Linked DNA regions of Danio rerio: region 1 is linked to region 2. A link is a contact called in public Micro-C data. All regions are on one chromosome and are shown on one strand. Each heading gives the region's core, a stretch centred on a gene start, on an enhancer-like site or on the middle of the called end of the contact. The rest is flanking DNA. Distances are from core to core; before and after follow the strand shown. Region 1 holds the start of tafa3a (TAFA chemokine like family member 3a). Region 2 holds the start of st7l (suppression of tumorigenicity 7 like).

Region 1 (2,847 bases), core at 61-2,560, 170 kb before region 2:
TGGAAATTTTGGAAAATGTGAGATAATAAGAAAAACAAAAGGAAGGGCCTAATTTGGAGAATCGGGAATTGATTGGACTGTGTAAAGTTAAGGGGGAGGAGTTAAAAAATGATAATCAAATTAACAAATGCCAATCAAAATTTAACCAAGCATTGTATTCCAACATGCATTGCATCTATGGATATTCATTGAGAAATAAGGTGTAGTGAGGGAATACAATTTTGGAATTAGGAAATGATTTGATTCTGAATGTCAAATGTCAATCAAAACTCTGCACGCACTCCAGTCCAAAAAGCATTCTCCCTAACAAATACTGTGAAAGAAGGCAGCATTTTAAAGATTTCTAGACACAATCTATTTGTAAAGGCTCACCAGAACCGTGGCCTGACAAATGCTGACTGACTATAATAATACATGTCTGGTAATTATAGGTAATCTGACATTGATCTGCAACCCCAACAACAATCACCAGTGATTCAGATCCAAACAAGATGATTTACCTGTCAGCACAGAGGATTTCACATTTCACGGCAATGTCCAACTTTAGTGATCTCAATCATCTTTATAACCATCAGCAGTAGCAGCTTTTATATAAGCCCAATACCAACACCACCTTCATCTGCATAATACAAGCTCGATATCGCCCTTTTAAATACATTTTAGCCACAACTCAGATATGAATAACCAGTATATCTAGCCCCAGCACACTTTAAATCAATATGAAACAAAAAGTCCTATTTGGAAATATAGGATGTGTCTAATTAAAATCCAATTTAAAATCGATGCTTTTATTTTTGCCCTTTTTCTTTACTTTATTCATTTACCAAGGCTATTTATTTGAAATGAAGCAATCCAACTTACCTGTCGTTGAGCTGTCAATAAAGGTGAAGTAATACTGCTCTCATTTGCTCTTCATTGTCAGAAGTAAAACCCCGGCAGTGGCAAAGCCTGATAATTTCCCTTCGCGCAAACACGATCCCAGGAAAAGCATCACCTACAGACTCAAACAAACGAGAATGCAAATGGTATTAAAGCGATTCCTGCTTCAGTTCAGAAAAGTCTCGATTGAGTCCTCTGAACTCCAGCTCTCCAAAGTTCCTTCAGATGCGTCTGAACTTTGCGCGCCGGAACGGATCTGAATAAGCACGTAAAGACGAGACCCTTAATTGCGGGTATTATAACGAAGGTTTCAAATCGGCAATATCCCCTTATCCATGATGGACCAGTGGTGTTTTTGGCTGCTGTAGTCTTGTGTTCAGGCTGCGTGGAGACTGAGAGCGGCGTTGAGGAGCTCGACTCGCCCCTCAAGTGTTCAGCACTTGAAGCGTCCGCGCGGAGCCCTTGGGAGATCCGTGTGAGCGCGCGCCGCTGCGGGAGACTGGCGCCCCCTGCTGGATGATAGTCAGATGTGCGTGAGCAATGACAACGTCGGTGTGATTACATTACGAGATGTCATACCTGTTTGATTAAAGCAGGGGTGCCCAAACTTTTTCTTGTGATTGCCGAAAACCAAACTTGATTGAAGTCTGTGGGTCGAAGGTAAATATACCAAACTGTATTACATTAAAATTGCCATGAGTAAATAATAATATTGAAAATTAACTAGAAAACACTGTTTTATATTAACTAATGCAGTATTTTATAACAAATTTATAACAGTAAAAACAAAAACAATCGCATCTTTAACAGAAAGGAGTTCAATGCCGAATACATAAGGACAAGTTGCACCTGTTTTTGCCTTGATTTGATGTCTCACTGATGTCTTCAGCATTGTTCTCAGTCCATAGGTTAACAGTATTTACAGTATATTCGAAAATCGGATTTATAACTTTTAATTGAAACATTTCATTATAGTTTGCATTTTTTGCATAGCTCAGCAATAAAACAACAAAAAGCATATGTTGTATTAGATATGACAATATTAGTTAATGGCAGTTACCCCACTCTTCTCTGATTGGATGGTGCGCCAAATTAAACATTACCATGGGCCAACTTTGGCCTGCATGCCCTAGTTTGGGCATCTATGGTTTAGAGGTTCTGACTGTATTTTATAATCACCTATTGCAAATTTTCAAATTCCACATAATTTAGTATTACATATATCGAAGTAAACATACACTGTAAAAATGCTTCCACACAAAGTTCCACACTGTTCATTCATGATGTCATAACACAATTCGATTAGGTTTTTTTATTTTTTTTATTTTAACTATACCTTCTGTTCTGCAGGTTGCAATGTCCTGAATTTTGGTTGCCAATCTTAAACCAATTGTTACAGATTGTTTTGGTTCAATTGCAGAGCCCGGGGGACCAAAGTGAGTACTCCAACTTGGCCCCACAGCAGGTCCACAAATCGATTAAGTTAACTTAACAACTTAAATTGAATTGACATTAAAATAATTAGGTTAATAATTAAGTCCCAAAAAATATTTAATTAAATCCACCCAAAAATTTGTGTCAGCTTATTTAAAGTAGTTTAAACAAGGAGCAAGTAAGTTTGTGTAAGCATAAAAAGAATGATAATTAAATATTATTATTATTATTAACGTTATACAAATCAAATAAAAACATGCTTAATTATAAATATTTCATGTTTATATCTTATAACAATTCAGGTTATTATCTTTGAGCTACAATTAGAATAGTCCTACTGAAAAATATAAATATTCATTATTATTACTATCATTATTATAATTTTTTATTATTATTGTTGTTGTTGTTATTATTATTAAATATTTAAAAATGAAAACATGCATTTTCAATATATATACACACACAGACATACACATATTAGCTAGAATTTGTTTTGTGTGCATAATAACTTAATTAATAATAAATAATAATTAA
Region 2 (3,033 bases), core at 108-2,607:
GTTACTCTCTGAGTGTAGATTCTTCTCATTGTAAATTTATTATTGATTTATTGCTTTTTTAAACAAAATTTTACATCCATAAATGTACATTTTCAAAGAAACACCCTTACTTTTTTATTTTCAGAAAGGACTTTGAAATGTATGTGAACTCTTTAATAGACTCTAACAATTACACTGCATTTAAAACGCTTTCCTAGTGTAAATCATTTAAACTTGTTAAATTTGCTGGAATTCTATTTATGTAACCCTCTTTGTCTCTTTGTTCATATTATATCTTTGTAATGTACTTTCTTGCATTAAAAAAAGAAGAAGAAAAAAAGTAGATGAGAAGATTCCCCCTACGTGTAAAGCGCTTTGAGTGCCAAGAAAAGCACTATAGAAATGTAAGGAATTATTATTGTTATTATAAAGCACTGTTCGTCATGATATAGCCATTCTCATAATTCAATTGCTATGTCATATATTTTAAAATATTTAAATGTGTGTTCTGAAGGTTGGAATGACAGGGGTGTTAATAATTAATGACAGAAAGAATTTTCAGTTTGAGTGAACAATACCTTATAAAAACTGGGGGGCACAAACTCTTTCTGAGGGGGCAATGCAAGATCCAATTTTACAGTTTTAAGTGGCGTAGTGAATATTTAAGAATTCGATTTGGATTTGAGTCTAATAATGTTTTGTGATGATATTAAAACAGCAGATTATTTGTTTTTTTACAGTATGTTAGTGGATGCTTTATGGTAAGATGTTTATGACGGCTTTACCCAAAGATTTCACACCTTAGGATCTTTTAATGTGAATGACATAGAATTTCTGGGTTTGTAATGGACAGTAAGAAAGATGCCTTCTTAATCAACAACTTCCTTGGGAAATTGTACATAGCTAGCCCAAAATCTTGAAGGTGAAACCAACATTTTGGGCCTTAATAATGACATTATTTCATAGATAAAAGCCCTTGAGATAACGATCAAACAAAAAGTGAATAATCTTCTGTTTTTAATCGAAAAGTGTTATTACAGGAAAACCCCTAGCCCTTTTTATTTATTTTATTATATTTAGCTAGTTTTTATATTACTTATAATTATTTTATGTAACATATTATGTATAATTTGTTCTTTATTTGCACCTTTTTACTTTTTGTAATATCGACAATGCCAACTTGTACAATATTTTATGTTCAATAATAGCAAACTTTAAAAAATACGCAGTATATAATGCTAATGAAGCTAGCATTTAGATAGCAAATCAAAATCTCTCGTATGTAAATAAACAGTGAGCGCGTCCTCTAGTGGAGCGCGTCAGCACAGCACTCTCTCCTCCAGTATCCCACAATTCTAATGTTTACGGCTCGCAAGTGAAAGATGGCGGACAGCAGCGGCAGTAATCCCCAATCACCCGGTTTCACGGAGAAATTAAAATCGTGGCTGTGCTGGTCGTGGACGTACATCTGCGCGCTGTGGTTCGCCATGGTGTTGACGATGGTTTACGTGTTGAGGAGTCCGCTGAAGCTGCAGGAGACCGTCAACGCAGGTCTGTGTGTTTATCTGCTCCTCTCTTGATGTTTACACCTCAGCACTGCTTTTATTTCTGCTCAAGGATGCAAAAGTTCCCACATTTATTACATTAGGCTGTCGTTTTTATCGTCTGCCTGTATCGACTTTGTTTTCTGGGGAATTTAAAAGGATATTTTTTGAAGGCTGTGTTTTCAATGCAATTTCAATGAATGGTGACTGATGTCAACTGTCCAAAATGACTTAAAATAGGTGTTAACTGAAATAACATGCGTCTATACTTAGTGTTTACTCTATTGAAAGTCATAATATAGCATTGTGAGAAGGATTTAACTGATTTTAAGTCGTTACTGAGGTAGTGACTGCGATGAAATGCAGCTGTCAAAAATGCTAGTCTAGAAAATGTTTTGTTTTGGTTGTGATTAGTGACACGAAGGCATTAAATAACTAAATTCTCCATCTCAATATCTAAATTGTACCAACGTAAATTTTAATCAAAAGGACATCACAGTTTTGACAATTTATTATAAACGTTTGTTAGAGCATGGTGTGCATATAATGATTGAGGTAAAGTTGGTTTTATTTTTACACATTTGACCGCAGGTCTGTGTGTTTATCTGCTCCTCTCTTGATGTTTACACCTCAGCACTGCTTTTATTTCTGCTCAAGGATGCAAAAGTTCCCACATTTATTACATTAGGCTGTCGTTTTTATTGTCTGCCTGTATTGACTTTGTTTTCTGGGGAATTTAAAAGGATATTTTTTGAAGGCTGTGTTTTCAATGCAATTTCAATGAATGGTGACTGATGTCAACTGTCCAAAATGACTTAAAATAGGTGTTAACTGAAATAACATGCGTCTATACTTAGTGTTTACTCTATTGAAAGTCATAATATAGCACTGTGAGAAGGATTTAACTGATTTTAAGTCGTTACTGAGGTAGTGAATGCGATGAAATGCAGCTGTCAAAAACTGCTAGTCTAGAAAATGTATTGTTTTGGTTGTGATTAGTGACACAAAGGCATTAAATAACTACATTCTCATTATCTAAATTGTACCAACGTAAATTTTAATCAAAAGGACATCACAGTTTTGACAATTTATTATAAACGTTTGTTAGAGCATGGTGTGCATATAATGATTGAGGTAAAGTTGGTTTTATTTTCACACATTTGACCGCAGGTCTGTGTGTTTTTCTGCTCCTCTCTTGACGTTTACACCTCAGCACTGCTTTTATTTCTGCTCAAGGATGCAAAAGTTCCCACATATATCACATTTAGGCTGTTGTTTTTATCGTCTGCCGGTATCGACTTTGTTTTCTGGGGAATTTAATGATATTTTTTGAAGGCTGTGCTTTCAATGCAATTTCTATGAATGGTGACTGAGGTCAAGTGTCCAAAAGGACATAAAATAGGTGTTAACTGAAATAACATGCCTCTATACTAAGTGTTTACTGTATTAAAAGTCATAATATAGCATTGTGAGAAGGTTTTCACAGATATTAAGTCGTTACTGAGGTAGT

Evidence for each region. A called contact is a pair of places that touch in the nucleus more often than the background predicts.
Region 1: a contact with region 2 is called in a Micro-C map of caudal fin, with 5 times the contacts expected there. The contact joins the promoter of tafa3a here to the promoter of st7l in region 2. A contact is called at or near these places in 2 of 18 Hi-C or Micro-C datasets (caudal fin and hematopoietic stem cells).

The regions. Positions count from the first base shown.
Region 1 is chr6:51,019,364-51,022,210 of GRCz12tu, reverse strand. tafa3a (TAFA chemokine like family member 3a) reads right to left here and starts at 1,310. Exons shown (of 5, transcript XM_002662529.6): 1 at 862-1,310.
Region 2 is chr6:50,847,415-50,850,447 of GRCz12tu, reverse strand. st7l (suppression of tumorigenicity 7 like) reads left to right here and starts at 1,357. Exons shown (of 15, transcript NM_001111156.1): 1 at 1,357-1,530. The coding sequence starts at 1,362.